Regions from separate parts of the Mus musculus genome. Here region 2 is linked to region 1. Evidence: chromatin contacts called from public HiChIP or PLAC-seq data. All regions are on one chromosome and are shown on one strand. Each heading gives the region's core, a stretch centred on a gene start, on an enhancer-like site or on the middle of the called end of the contact. The rest is flanking DNA. Distances are from core to core; before and after follow the strand shown. Region 1 overlaps Dysf (dysferlin). Region 2 overlaps Exoc6b (exocyst complex component 6B).

The links. HiChIP or PLAC-seq counts read pairs in DNA pulled down with a chosen protein or histone mark.
Region 2: an H3K27ac HiChIP or PLAC-seq map of embryonic stem cells shows a contact between it and region 1, with 6 times the contacts expected there. The contact joins two enhancer-like sites. A contact is called at or near these places in 2 of 484 Hi-C or Micro-C datasets (the NIH/3T3 cell line and bone marrow-derived macrophages) and 2 of 115 datasets of contacts at active chromatin or transcription factors (the NIH/3T3 cell line and embryonic stem cells).

Annotation. Positions count from the first base shown.
Region 1 is chr6:84,054,918-84,062,790 of GRCm38.p6, forward strand. It overlaps Dysf (dysferlin), which reads left to right. Exons shown (of 55, transcript NM_021469.3): 4 at 3,502-3,607. Among named protein-coding and RNA genes, the nearest start is that of Dysf, 39 kb to the left of the region's middle. Within about 2 kb of position 4,119, at least 26 of the 459 cell types and tissues checked have an H3K27ac peak or open chromatin away from gene starts, as enhancers often do. A contact at or near this core is called in embryonic stem cells, where this site is marked.
Region 2 is chr6:84,919,653-84,927,525 of GRCm38.p6, forward strand. The region is part of intron 6 of Exoc6b (exocyst complex component 6B); the gene reads right to left. Among named protein-coding and RNA genes, the nearest start is that of Exoc6b, 150 kb to the right of the region's middle. Within about 2 kb of position 4,374, at least 99 of the 459 cell types and tissues checked have an H3K27ac peak or open chromatin away from gene starts, as enhancers often do. A contact at or near this core is called in embryonic stem cells, where this site is marked.

The sequences.
Region 1 (7,873 bases), core at 2,869-5,368:
AGGGAGAGGCAAGAGATCCCACAGGAGTATGAAAGGCAGTTGGCATAGAGTATGGAACAGAAAAACAGTGAAGAGACCCTGCCTCAAATGAGGTAGGAGGTGAGAACCAACAACACAGCTGTCCTCTGTAACACACAGGCACACACACATGTTCACACCCACAAACATGTATATACATACACACAAACATGCATACACATCAACATAAACACACACACATACACATACACCCACATACACACAAACATGCACACACAAATACACATATAAACATACTTACACAACCATACAAACACACACACATACATACTTATACAAACATACAAACACACACACAGTGTTTGTATTTCTAGCAAAGGAAATTGTAAGGTGGCTCAGAACCTGCCTGCCTCAGAGGGTATAAACACATGTATTTCATTGCCAGAGAGTTTAATAATTATTTATCACATAGGTTTACAAGTTACTTATTTTTAATTAATTTGCTTAGTGTATATGTGGGAAGGATAAGCATGCACACATGTGCTCTTCTGTGTGGGATATGGAAGTCCACCGTGATATCACTCTCAGGAGGAACACTAGATTTTAACAAGTTTAAATGCACAGTTCTGTGCAACCTTTGCACCCATCCACCTATAGACCTCTTTCATCTTCCAAGCAGAAAACCTGAACCCATTAAATACAATTTTCTTCTTTCCTTCCCAACAGCTCCTGACAACCACCATTCTATTTTCTGTGCTTGTGAGTCTGACTAGGTGCTTTGTACAAGAAGGATCACATGGTATTTGTCCTTCTGTGTCTTTAGTCTAATTCTTCTTTATTATTTATGGACAGTCCTGGGGACTGAGCCTCGTAAATGCAAGGCAAGTGCTCTACCATGGAGCTGCTGTCCAGCTGTGCCAAGACTTGTCCCAGGAGAAGTGTCACAAATTCCTGAATGCTGACTAACAGTCCATGTACATGCACATTTCATCTTGTTTGTCCATCTGCCTACCTGGCCTGGTTGCTCCTATTATTTATTTATTTATTTATTTATTTATTTATTTTAAAGGTTAATTTCTTGTTTTATATGTTATGTAAATTTTGCTTGCATTCAAAATACCACTTGCATACCTTGGCCCCCAGAGGCCAGAAGAGAACATTGGAACCTCTGGAGTTGTAGTTACAGACAGTTGTAAACTTCCATGTGGGTGCTTGGAATCGAATTCAGGCCTCCCAGTAGAGCAACCAGAGCTCTTAATTCCTGAGCTATCTCTAGCTCCACCCCTACTCCACTGTCTTTAACCTTTTTTTTTTTTTTTGGTTTTTGAGACAGGGTTTCTCTGTATAGCCCTGGCTGTCCTGGAACTCACTTTGTAGACCAGGCTGGCCTCGAACTCAGAAATCTGCCGGCCTCTGCCTCCCGAGTGCTGGTGTCTTTAACCTTTTAAAGACAATGTCTTGTGTCTCAACTTCATTATGTAACTGAGTATAACCTTGAACTCCTGATCCTCCTGAACTCTGATTACTGGGGTTATAAGTATGAACAACCTTGCCTGGCTTATGTGATGCTAGGGATGAAACCCAGGGCTTTGTGCACGCTAGGCAGGTACTCTGCCAATGGACATGGAGCAGGTCTCATTTTCTGATGTTTGAGGATTTGCTGCTTGAATGTGTTGTATAGATGTCTGGAGTCAGAAGTGGGGCTAGAGATTGGGTTGCCTGTCTACGTTTAATGTTCCGTAGCATCCCCCTCCATTCTTCTCACCAGCAGCATGCTGCTCACATTGCATCCACAGTCAGGAAGCAGAGAGACATCAACGATGTTGCTCAGCCCACTTTTTCCTTTTTGGGCAGCAGGCCCCCAACCCTTATAGCGGCTCTCCCCCTCTCAATGAACTCAATCTAGAAATGTCCTCACAGATCTATTCAGAAGTATGTCTACTGGATGACTCTGGATGCTGTCAAGTTGACAGTCAACACTAACCATTGCAAGTCCATCCCTGCCAACCTGACACCTACACATATCCCTTTTAAGACAGAGCCTTCTACCTTGTCCCTATAGGCTCAGGATCTTCTCATAATGCATTCAGCCCGACTTCCGAAGTACACATAGTTTCTAGCACCATCCTAATGGAGATGAGATGGTGTCTTACTGGAGTAGCGTTTGTAAACCTAGCTCATTAGGTCAAGATTCAAATTTCACTCCATGGGTCTATTTAAACCCACATGCAGACTACTGTTACAGAGACCAGGGCAAGGATGGTCTCTGATACTGGGCTAGCTTTATTCATTAGGAGAAATAAGAAAAAGCAATGCCGGATATGTCCCCATAGCTGTCCCCAGGACTGATGAGGATTTGTGCCCTGATGGCTATCCGTAGTTTGGCTCCCAGGGAGCAAGCAGAGGCTGAAGCAGACTCTGATGACAGGTTTTTGGTGACACAGGCCACTTGCTGCCACCGCAGAGGCACAGAGTGAATCGTGTGTGGTTTAGGACCCACAGAACAGGACTTATTCCTCTAGATTCTTTGAAAGGCCTTCCTCGGCCAGCCAGCCAGTGGGCCACTTTCCCAAGACCTCGTCTCTTGCCGGTGACAAGTGTGGTCTCATGTATGTGTGCTGGACGTCTGGTGAAGGGGTCTGTCTCCTAGACCAACACGTTTTCTCCCTGGGTATGAAGACAGGAAGGTGTCTTGCTTCTGATTTGTTAATTGGGGCTGTGCTTCCTGGGAAACTGGCGTAGACAGACTGGGTGGTGGGTTCAGCCAGCTGAGGCATGGGGGCATCAAAGGTGTGAACTGGGAAAACTGCCTCTGTCCCATGGTGATGCTGGCCCGGTTCATTAAGATCTGATGGCAGCACTAGGGGTGTGGCTCAGTTGAGAGAGTGCTTTGCAAAGCATGCGTGAAGCCCTGGGCTTGATCGCCAGCACTGTATAAACAGGGTGTGGTGGGGAGCACCTGCAATCCCAGCACTTGGGAGATAAAGGCAGGAGAGTCAGAAGATCAGGATCATTCTCAGCTACAGAGCCAGTTTGAGGTCAGCCTGGGCTACATGTGATCCTGTCTCTAAGTAAGTAAGTAAACAAATAAGTAAATAAGTAATCTGTCTGGTGAGAATCTGCCCCTACCCACGGCAATAGCATGGCTAGGCTTCTAAGGCCAGACAGAAAGAGGTTAAGGTTGAGCTTGGGGAAGGGAAGGGCAGGCGTCTCTGATCTCTCTCTTCTCCTTAAGATGGTACCATAGGAACTATCTTACATGGGTATATGCTACCAAGGGACCATCTCACATGAGTACATGTTACCATGGGAACCATCTTACATGGGTACATGCTATCATGAGAGCATCTCACATGGGTACATGTTACCACAGGAACCATCTTACATGCTACATGGCACTCATGGTACCGTGGGTACAGAGAAACCTTAAAGGACTCCGAAAGAACTAGGCGGTGGAGGAGGTAAGAGACGAGCCAGGCACATTAGGCTGGTTCTCACCCTTGGACTTCTTTGTCTTCCCAGGTTCCTGGGGGAAGCCAAGATCCCACTCCAGGAGGTCCTTGCCACCCCCAGCCTCTCTGCCAGCTTCAACGCACCTCTGCTAGACGCCAAGCAGCAACCCACGGGGGTAAATGTCTGCATGTCTCTGTCCATAGCCAGCTTTTGTTTGGGGCCCTGTGTCTTATGCCAGAGGCCAGCTCCTGGGAGCCAAGCATGGCTCTCCTTGGCTATAGGTTAGGGTGCTAGAAAAGATTCATGGTTGGGACCTGCAAGGCTCAACGAAGCCTGCCACGCCCCTACTTGGCTACTTCTGAGTCTAGCCTACTCCGTCACCTCCTGTCCTGTGTTCTAGTCAGCCTTGAGTGGCTTCCTTAGCCTGCCTGGCAGACTGCCCAGAATCATTGCCAGCTCCATTCTCCAGATAGGGAATATCTGAGTCATCTGGGTCACAGGTCACCAGGGGAGGGAGGCAGACAACTCTCCCCTGCCCACCTGGGGCCAGTCAAGACCCCTTCCTTTTCCTCTCTTGTCGGTCTAGCCCCTCCCCCAGCTTTCCCATTCTCTCCTAGTCTGCACAAACCATTCCCAGTCCTCCTTGCTGGCCTCCTGTTATTTTTAGTGGTCTAAATATACCCTTCAGGGTTCTTTCTTCCTGTTCACTAGGATTCTGGGTCTGTCTACATGACAGGATGCTACTGCTGAACCCGACATACTTCCCAGTGAAGCCTGCAGGGTTGTGGGCTGTCAGTCCTCATAGACAGGCTGTGCGTGCGTGCATGTGTGTGTGTGTGTGTGTGTGTGTGTGTGTGTGTGTGTGTGTGTGTGTGTGTGCATGCGTGCGTGCATGTATGTATGTATTTGAACCTTTGACTGGTTAGGAAAGTCGAGTTGGGACTAATTTGGGCTGGGCTGAATGAGACCATACTGGGTTCTTACTGGGAAAAGAGAGCCACTGGGGTTGCTTTCACGCAGTGTTTTCTGAAACGGTCTCAGTCACTTCCGGTGTCACCTGTTGCCTTCTCTTTGAGCTCTGCAGTCAGCTACATTAGTCTAGGAAGCCTCCAGTGGCATTTGAAGCTGACTCTTCTTGGACCCTGAGGAGACTCCTAGCTGTTTCTGCAGCCTGGTGCACCGAGCAGCTAGAGATATCAAGGTTTCTGTCAAGAGCAGCCCTTGGAGTCAAGAGACCTGTCTGGTGCTTTCCTGTTACCCTCTAGGTTGAAGCAGCTTCCTCCCTGTAGCCTTCAACCAAAGGCTCTTACCTTCCTGCCAAGATCTCCGCTCCTTTACTCCAAACCTAAGACACTGATGTTTTCCACACTTACTCCCTCCAAACTCACTGTGCTCTGGGATGGAACCTTTCAGCCTGGTTTCTGCAAACTGCATACTGAGGAAGGCTGGAAATGATCTGCAATCCCTGCCCTTGGCCTGGCTTTCATATTCTGTTTGCACTTCATACTCAAGCTGAGAACCTGCAGCCTCCTCTCCATTGTCCCCAGACCCCAGGCTGCCTGTGGAGCCTGACCATCCTTCACAATGACTCTAAGTTGAATACATGAAAGCCAGGATGTGGTGAATGGGAGAGAAGGGCTGGGCCCTGCTCAGTGAGCCACCTGCTAAGTCTGCACAGAGGTGGGGAGAGGCACGAGTGGTAAGGAGAGGTTAGCAGCTCACCTTGCGGCCTGGGATGCAGTCCTCACTCCCTGGAGAAGGTCCAGGAGCAGACTTCCACCTCTCTTACTTGTATCCCCCTGCCGTCCTGGTACAGCACAGGCAGGTGGGAAGAACCTCTGAGCTGGGGGTTCCTGCTAGGACCTGTGCTGCTGAGCAGAAGCCCTTTGCTTCTGGGGGACACCACTGGCTGACTCAGATCTTTTATTTTGAAGTGGTTTAAGTGTCTGGCTCAGATCTTTTATTTTGAAATGGTTTAAGTGTAGAAGCAGGGCTGGGGAGCTGCCACAGTCAGCTTGCCTTGCAATCTCGAGGTCCTGAGTTCCAATCCCCAAACCAACTTTGAATGAGATAGGTGTGGTGGGACAGTAATTTCAGCCTGGGGAAGGTGGAGCCAGGTGGATCCCTGGAGCTCACTGAGCAGTTGGCTGAGCCTAATGGGTGAACCCCAGGCCAATGAGAGAAACAAGATTGATGGATCCTGAGGGAGGCATGGTACCTTAGAATGACTTTGACCTTCACACACACACACACACACACATACACACACACACACACACACCACCACCACCACCACCACCACCACCACCACCACCAGCACCAAAGAAGCTGGTTTGATGGTTTATGCCTGTAATTCCAGCACTGGGAAGCCTGAAGCAGGATGACTCTATGAATTGGAGGCCAGCCTAGAAGACTTAGTGAAACCAAGGCCAGCACAGAATACAGAGGAGCATAGTGAGAGATTCTGTCAGAGAGTGGGAGAGAGAACCTTCTAAGAGGAGTCCAAACCACTCTGTGTCCTGGGTCACTTGAGACCACGTCACCACCGCCTAGCCATCTCCCTTGATGCCGGAGTGTGTATTTTGAGTGAAAGGCCTTCTCCGTAGCATCTCTTTCAAAGAGATGAAAGCCATATCGACGTAGAGCTCATCCGACGCACAGACCTCCTCGAGGCTCGTCAGTTGTGTGTGTTATTCTTATGTGTGTGCACACAGCAATGGAGGCCAAAGGTTGAGGTCCTTCACTCTCTATCTGATCTTTCGAGTCAGGGTCTCTGGCTGAATCTGGAGATCATGGATGTGGCTGGCTGACGAATGGGCTTCAGGGGTTTGTTGCCTCCACCCCACCGATGCAGTGGTAATATAGGTGTGTGCACCAGACCTGCTTTACGTGATGCTGGGATTGAACCCAGGGTTTCATGCATGTTATTGGGACCTGGACCTTAGTCTTCTGGAAGACCAGCAAGGGCTCTTAACCTCTGAGCCACTTTCCCCAGCTCCTTACTGTCCCTTCGATGTGTTTCTGTAGTTTATTGAGACCTTCCTGGAACAAAAAGATAGTCTAGGATTATCTTGTACAATTACTTATTTCTCCAAAGAGCCCCAGTGGTTCATCAGTCATAGGAAGGAGGGCACTGGGGTCTATTAATACTCGCTGCTCACGTGGCGACACCTGGTGGTAGCTTCTAACCATGCAGGGCCAGTTACATCCAAGCCTTGAATGTGGTATTAAAGGGGTGCTGGGGTCGCCTCTGGGTTCCTTTCTCAGTGTTCTGAGCCTGAATTGTTGCTGGTCCTGCCTTTGTTAGTCTGTTTTCCCTCCTTGGTCCCCAGTCTGGAGGATGCAAGCCTGAGATACAGTGGTAGCTGGCATCTTCTCAACCTCAGGGCAGGGTTTGCCCTGGGAGTCTGCGTGTCCTCCTTATTACTAATGTCTCTGCTATTATGGCTAGTATTCCCTGCTAGGTTGCTCAGATGAAGATTACGGTGGCAAATATTTGTAAAGGATTTGTCAAAATTGTGGAAAATGCTTTCTGTCTAATACAGAGCTGACTACTTGTTTAAAAGATGGAGGTGGGGGGGGGGGCTGGAAAGATGGCCAAGTGGTTAAGAGCACTGTCTGCTCTTCCAGGGAACCTAGGTTTGATTCCCACTACTGACATGGCAACTCACAACTATCAGTAACTCCAGTCCCAGGGAGTTACAGTCCCAGTGTGAGCACTGAACATCCAGAGTGCACAGACACACACACAGGCAAAACAGCTGTATATATAAAAATTTTAAAAAGGAACAACAAAGGAGACAACCGAGAAGAGCAGCTGGTTTCTATGGACACCACCGACCCCAGCGTGCTCCCTTTCCCCAGCTTTGCTTGGGACCTGCAGGGTCTTGGTCTTGTGCTGGAAGCTCGGTTCCCACTGTGGCACTGAGGTGTGTGTGTGTGTGTGTGTGTGTGTGTGTGTGTGTGTACCTTTCTTAGGAAGATAGAGGGGATTATATCCACATAGAAGAACGGAAGGACACTGACAACTTCTGTTGCATTATTTTCCCTCCTAGAGTTGTCTTAGTTTCTTTTTCTGGTGCTGTGATAAAAGACTCTGACAAAAGCAATTTAAGGGCAGAAGGGTTTGCTTGAGCTCACAGTTAAAGATGCAGTCCCTCATGGCAAGAAGGTCAAGGCTGCAGGAGCTCCAAGCTGCTGGTCACACCTAACCCACAACAGCAAGCAGAGATGGATGAATACAGGTCTCAGCTAGCTTTTTTCTTTCTTTCTTGGACCCAGCCCCAGGGAATGGTGCAGTCCACTTCTCGTGTGCATCTTTGCACCTGAATCAACCCAATCAGCAGAGTCCCTCTCAGACACGCCCTGAGTGGTAAAGGCCACTCCCAGGAACGCTTAAGGCTTGTCTCCTAGGTGATGCCTTGGAGAGAGGTTTTACATG
Region 2 (7,873 bases), core at 3,124-5,623, 860 kb after region 1:
GCTGCAGCAAGCTGGTATAATCAGCAAGCTCTAATGTCAGCAAAAGGCACTGTCTCAATAAATAAAGTGAGGAGCAATCAAGAAGAACACTAAACATCAACCTCTCTCCTCTATACCCATGTGCACACTTATGCACACACAAATGTAAGCACATGATACACATAAACATGACACAATTAATTAATTAATTACAAATTAGTTACAAATCTAAAAGAGAGGTATAAGATCAATGATACAAAACTCCCATGAGAGCCTGGAGAGATGCCTCAGCAGTTAAAAGCACTGACTGCTCTTCCAGAGGTCCTGAGTTCAATTCCCAGCAACCATGTGGTGGCTCACAACCGTATGTAATGGGATCTGATGCCCTCTTCTGGTGTGTCTGAAGACAGCTACAGTGTACTCACATATATAAAATAAATAAATCTTAAAAAAGAAAAAAGCCTTCCATGAAGGAGAGGCCCTTGGGCCTGAGGGTGCCTGATGCCCTAGCACCCTCCTAGAGGCAGGGGGAGTGGGGATGGGATAGGGGTTTCCAAATGGGAGACTTGAAAAAGGGAAAACATTTGAAATGTAAATAAAGAAAATATCCAATCACAAAAAAGAAAAAAGACAAAAACATAAAAACTCCCATGAAAGATATCAAGAAAAATATATGTAAATGGAGATATATTTTAAGTTTATTCAGTGAACAATGACAAGTTGATCTCAACGCTTCCATGAAAAGAAAAAATGGCATGTAATAGTCAATGAAATACAGAAGGGGTAAGAGACAGGAGTGAGGAGAGAAGGATGCTCAGCTCTAGGGCTTACACTAAAGCTATAGTAATCAAGTCAATATGGGATGGGGGGTCATCAACAGACAGAAAGACAGACAGGAATCTATAATCAGACTCTATACATATAATCAGCTAATCTTTGAAAGGAAAATTAAGATAGTTCAATAGAAAAAGTAGAATGATTTCAATAGTATTAATAGACAGCTACACAATAAAATGTATCAATATGCAAATTTAATGTCATTCACAAAAATGATCAACTTAAATGGATTCCAAGCCTATATATGAAACCAAATTTTAAAAGATAATATAGAAAATCTGGGTAGCCTTGATTCAGTAACATTTTTAGGACTACCACAAAAAGCATGAAAAAAAAAGGTTAAGAGAAAAAGAAAAAAGTGCTAGATTGGAATTTATTAAAATCAATGAAATCTTTTCTTTAAAAGACACTGTTGAGAGAATTAAAAGACAACCCACACCCTGGGTGTAGAACAAAACAGTACAAAGGAACAGTACCCTTACAAAACGGACAAAAGACCTGAACAAACATCACATAAGAGAAGATAAATGGCAACTGAAGAAAAGAAGGCAGAACCATGAGTCATAATGGAATCACTAGTTAAAACAGAAAGGAGGTATTCCAAACCTTTATGACTGAAATCCAAAAAGCCAGTGATGACAGGAAAATGCTGCTGCTGATGTCGTACAAGGAGCTGGCACACTGTAGGTATGCGTATGACTCAATATAGCCACCTGTGAGAAGGCTGGCGGGCTTGTACAAAGTTAAATATGGCCCAAGTGTACTCAACAATTGTGCTGTAGTGGTTTGAGTGGGTAAGGCCCCCACAGACTCATATGTTCGAATGTGTGGCCCTAGTGAGGGGCACTATTAGAAGGTGTAGCCTTGTTGGTGTAGGTGTGGCCTTGTTGGAGGAAGTGTGTCACTGGAGGTAAGATTTGAGGTCATAGATGCTCAGGCTATGCCCAGAGTGAGACTATGCTGCTTGCAGATCAAGATGTAGAACTCTCAACTCCTTCTCCAGCACCATAACTATCTGAATGCTAACATGTTTCCTGCCATGATAATGGAATACACCATTAAAACTGTATGCCTCAATTAAACTGTTTTCCTTTATAAAGAATTGTCATGGTCATAGTGTCTCTTCACAGCAATGAAACCCTAAGACACAGCTATTAAGCTTTTACTAAAATGATTTGGAAATATGAATACATACAAAACTCCTGTGCACAAATGTCTACAGTCCCTCTAATATTTTCTGCCAAAACTCTGAAGCAACCAAAATGACAAACTACAGAACATTCATGAAATAAACTATTCTTCAAAATAAAGACAAACAAACAAGAACAAATACAGAGGAGTCATACACGCACACTGCTGAGTGGGGGCCACAGAGGAGTCATACACGCACACTGTTGAGTCGGGGCAACTGTGAAGGGCTTCACACTATATGACAATCTGGAAGAAGCAAAGCAACAGAGGCCAAATACACTGGTTATTAGAGGTTATGAGTATGCCCAAGTAAAGAACACGAGATTTCAGTAAGTGAACTATTCTTCACAGTGCTACAATGATGGACATATGGCACTGAGCAGATCCACACCCCCAATACTGGACAAGGTACATTCTAACAGAAATTATCAACTTAAGTTGGTGATAACTACCAGTTATAACTACTATGCCTCACTAATGTAAGACACTACACTAAGTAAGGGCTGCATGTAACTCAACAGGCCAGCATATGCTCACCATACCTGAAGACTGAGATTTGAGATGCACACGTGTGCGCACACACACACACACACACACACACACACACACAGGAGATGGGGGAAGTCAGGAGAAAGTATGACTAGAGAACAGAGAGCACATATGGAAACTGTGCAGATGATGATGTAAGCAGTTGCTAGGTCCCTGAAAGCAGGCTGGTGGGACCACCTGTACTAACAAAAGGTACTAATAGTAAAGAACTAAAGAACTCCAAAACTAATTTTTTAATGAAGGTAAAATTTCATATAAGAAAATATATCCAAGCTAATAATTTCTATTGTTTTTATTTTAAAGTATAAGACTATGTGTGGCCTGAGGAAGAAGTCTAAAGGCCAATCAAGAAGAATAAAACTAAGGGAACTAAATTTTTAGAAAATTCTAGAACAAGAGTAGTGTTTTTAAAGTTTATAGCTATTAATTACATTAAGCAAGCCACATATTTCTTCCTCTGAAATAGGAAAGGGAGAGTGAGTACAGGGAGGGAGGCTGAGAAAAACAAAAGGAATCTGAGAAAGCTGTTCTGATGACCTCCATCACTCCGAGATTCTGCTGAAAGCTGGAGGTAAATGGGGAGGGTGGGGAGTGACAGGAGCATCACCACCACAGTGGAGAAACAAAGGCCAACAGTGTCACTCATCCTGAAAGCTTCCTTCCATTGCTGCCACGGATGTCACTGCTTGTGCTCTTCCCCTTGAGTAAAACCATCACACTTAAGGGAACAAGAAAGCAATGAAGAGAGAGGAGTTAGCAGATACAACCTTTTCCCACCACAATAGCAAATCTACTAAGCTGACAAGCCATGTTCACACACCTATAAATTAATCAAAACCTTATCAAATTCCTTCCTTGCTTCAGAACCCTTTTGATTACATAGCATAGCAATCTAACTTGAACCTGAGTCCCCACTAACACCTCATAAGCTCATGGCAAACTGCTTCAGTTCATGAAGGCTTCATGCCACTCCTGTTGTCTCTAGCATTTCTAAGATACCGACCATTTACTCTGCTCACATAGCCAAGATACACCCAGAGGAAAGAGAAATGAACCTAAGATTCCAAAGCAACAGCCTGTTTGCGGAAGCTCAACAGTAACATCAGGTAAAAGTAAGCTTATCTCCTCCTTACTCAGTATCCTCGATTCTAAACTCATCAGAGCCATCAATGTATCAAAGTGACAGCTCATGGGAGATGGGGGACATGCACGGCTCAGACTAAGACTGTGGCTTTAACCTGAAAGAGAATGAGAAAAGAAAGGGAATGAGGAAGAAGGTGGGGGAGAAGGAAGAGAGGGGAGGAGAGAAAAGAAAGGAGGTGATAGGGTTAACTTGTATAAGGATAGATGGATTTTTTTTAAGTACTTTTCTTTTCCACGGGGGAATATCAATAGCCTTTTAAGCACTCTCACATTGAAATGTGTATTCTGACAGTCATGTCAGAGCCTGGATAAAAGCCTTTTCATGGAAATCATTAAAAAGAAAAGATCCAGACAAGAGGCCTGTTTTTGTCCAGGAATGAAAGTGGAAACGAATAACCTCAGCAGCTTTAACCGACGGAGGTGCCTTTCATACTGATGCGGCAGATGAAGCAACCGCTGCCCTCTCCGCTTCCCACACCGAGGCGCCTACATTTTCAACCAGCTGCTGTCTAAAACCTTCCAAATAGCACAGGACCTCTGAGGGTAGGATTCAGAGTGAGCACTGGCAAGAGCAGCCATTTGTGATTCAGAGCAAAGGGAATAGAGTGGCCCCAGAAGGATTCCATCAGAGCGGCCCCTCCTGGGCCCCGACTCCCCGCGTGTTAACCAAGGTCTCTCAGCTCTCAGCTCTAAACTGCTGAATCATTTCACCAGGAGCTGTGTGCCTATCTGCTGCTGAGAAACAACAGTCATTCCTCGCTCTGGCCATCATTTCCTTACTTCCCACTGCTAAATGCTCTGCTGGCCATGATCAGGCAGAGGCAGTGACTGACTCTCCCTAGGAAACTGGAAGGTGAGCCAGCCAGCCTCCAAGGTCACTTTATATTTTGGCTCAAACTCTAGGCTCTCAGCAAAAGATGTTTTTTGTTCCTAAAAGACCACAGAGATATTGATATTTCCCTTCCTCAAGTTAACAACTTTTCAAGGTCTCCCCACATGCCACATTTTCAACACTCACTCTCTCTCATTTAGTATCAGGCCTAATCTGTTTGAATGCTTTTCACTTATATATCCCATCAAAATCATTTCTAAATGATTACTAACCGTGCCAAGGGGGAAAAAAAACTTTTATTGATTAGTCCCTGGTCACTTGACGCTGATGAAAACTGCTGTCACAATGATCTTCTGAGACTCCTCAAATGATTTACTGGCTTTAACCATCTTAGGAAGAAGGGTAACACAAAATCCGAAGTTGGTGACAATAAAATAAATCCCAGAGAGCCTGGAGGTTCTCCCGAAAGCTGGTGTTATTCATAGTCTCAACACCACTAAAAACAAAACAAACAAACAAACGAACAAAAACATAACAAACTGTGACTAAACTCTGGTTTCAAATCCTCAAAGACACTTACAAAAATGTTTTTCCTCTCTCTTAAAATTAGGGAAATCATTGAATCCTTCAGAGTCCTTCAGAACACTGCAAAAACAGAATTCCACCGCGATGACAATGAAGACAACTATGCCTGGGCTCCATGCGCCTGGCAGAGTAAACTGCATTATTTGACTTAAGTCTAAGCCTATCTGTTATGGAGATACTTTTGTTACTTTCACCACATTAGAGAAAAATAAATTAGCATATAAAGATCGACTGCCATCCTACATTAAAATTACTGAATTCTGGAATGTGCATTGGGGGAGATCTAGGGTGTAGAGTATGTGTGTGTGTGTGTGTGTGTGTGTGTGTGTGTGTGTGTGTGTGTGTGCCTGTGTGCCTGTGTGCCTGTGTGTTGAGAATAGATATGATAGATTTTACTGTGTTGTCTAGCTTGATTTCAAAGTACCAGGATCAAGTTGTTCCTTCAGCCTCAGCTTCCCAAGTGCCAGGACTACAGGTGTGTACCAAAAAGTGAAAGAAATACTTTAAAACAATCCTGGGTAGGCATCCCTAGTTAATACATTTCCTACAAAGGCCACCTTTGCATAAATTATTCAGAATCAATTGTTAATTCACGTACCCCTCTCATTTCTGAGACAGACCATTAAAACAGAAAGCTCTCTTACTTAATTATTCAATAATAAACATAAAATTCAAGCATCTTTTATTCACCAATGAATCCCATAAAATCTGAAAGTAAAGCACTACTTGTAAAGGTTACAGTTAAGACTCCCCAATTTACACAAAGGAGCACTAAACACTCTGGAGATGTCACAACTTCCAGACACATCTCTGCCCATTCTTACTTGCTTAACTGTCCTCTTAATCTAAAGAAAAAGCATTTTATAAATTTTTGCTAAAATGAATGTATCATAACAACACATGTCAAAAACAATGTGCGTCAAACAACCTCCCTTTCTTGCATTTTAAGGTCAGAGAACATCCAGGATAAGAAGAAATGTTGTTCTCCTTTTGTTTGCTGAGTAAGAAAAGCACTTCTGTAGCATCCAGGCTAAGACAGTAAGGTATGGAGTGTATCATACCCCAAGTAAACGACTCTCGGGAAGGCTAGCTAGTTCATATCTTCTAACAGAAACCATCCAGGGGCTATGGCTATATCTGTAGTGTTAGAGCTCTTGCCTGGCACCTGCAAGGCCTTCAGTTCACTCCCCAATACTTCTCAATCAACCAGTCAGCATGAAAATACACAAGCAAGTAAATTTCTACTCTTCGGTTCTCAGAAAAAAACTGAGGGAAAGTTATTAAATGGATTTTAGTTTCATAACTATATTTTATCTTAACCCAACATCACTGAAGATAGCAATCTTGATACTTATAACCTATATTGAATATATCTAAGAACGCATAACCCATTTCGCCTTATTTGTAATTAGATAAAACAATTACAAAAACAAAAACAAAAACCTTCATCTGAAAACTAAAACCACAAAACCTTATTTGCAATGCATGTACTGCCCTCTAAAGGCCATAAGTGGGATTAATCCAAGAGCAAAAGAAAGGTACCTCAGATGTTCACATTCTGCATTAATTCAACTTATTTTCTAGGCTACCAATAGTGATTATTTTCATTTTCAGCAAAGAAAAGAATCAAACAGGATGGCAAGATGGCAGAGACAGGAATCAGAAATCACTGGCCCGAATAATTAAAAGAAGTCTTAATTCTTTAGTTTTCCATCTCTTCCTGCTACATTTAACCTCATCTCTGCTCAAAGTCATCATAGGCACAAATAAGTATTAAGAATGACAATGTAAACAGTAATCTTTTAAAAATCTGATACTATCACAATAACATTAGGAAATGAATGTTTAACGGGAGACAAACCTCACTCTGCTCAGAGAGAGGGCCTAGAAGCAGTAAGGAGTAATGAGCACTCCCGCCAGCCAGATCTTGGGTTCTGAATATTTTTCAGTACTATATAGACTCCACTGCCATGTAGGATAGAAAATGGCTGTTTCCTAGGCTGGGACAGGTAAACCAACAGTCATGCTTGGAGTATTTAATGGTGTCAGAAATTGAGAAAATGGCTCAAAAAGTACAAAGATAAATGTCCTAGTTAGGTTTCTATTGCTATGATAAAACACCCATTAAAAACAACGTGGTCCAAACCTAGGATACCCAAGATATAAGATACAATTTGCTAAACTCATGAAACTCAAGAAGAATGAAGACTGAAGTGTGGACACTATGCCCCTCCTTAGAATTGGGAACAAAACACCCATGGAAGGAGTTACAGAGACAAAGTTTGGAGCTGAGATGAAAGGATGGACCATGTAGAGACTGCCATATCCAGGGATCCACCCCAGAATCAGCATCCAAACGCTGACACCATTGCATACACTAACAAGATTTTATCGAAAGGACCCAGATGTAGCTGTCTCTTCTGAGACTATGCCGGGGCCTAGCAAACACAGAAGTGGATGCTCACAGTCAGCTAATGGATGGATCACAGGGCTCCCAATGGAGGAGCTAGAGAAATTACCCAAGGAGCTAAAGGGAACTGCAACCCTATAGGTGGAACAACATTATGAACTAACCAGTACCCCGGAGCTCTTGACTCTAGCTGCATATGTATCAAAAGATGGCCTAGTCGGCCATCACTGGAAAGAGAGGCCCATTGGACACGCAAACTTTATATGCCCCAGTACAGGGGAACGCCAGGGCCAAAAAGGGGGAGTGGGTGGGTAGGGGAGTGGGGGTGGGTGGGTATGGGGGACTTT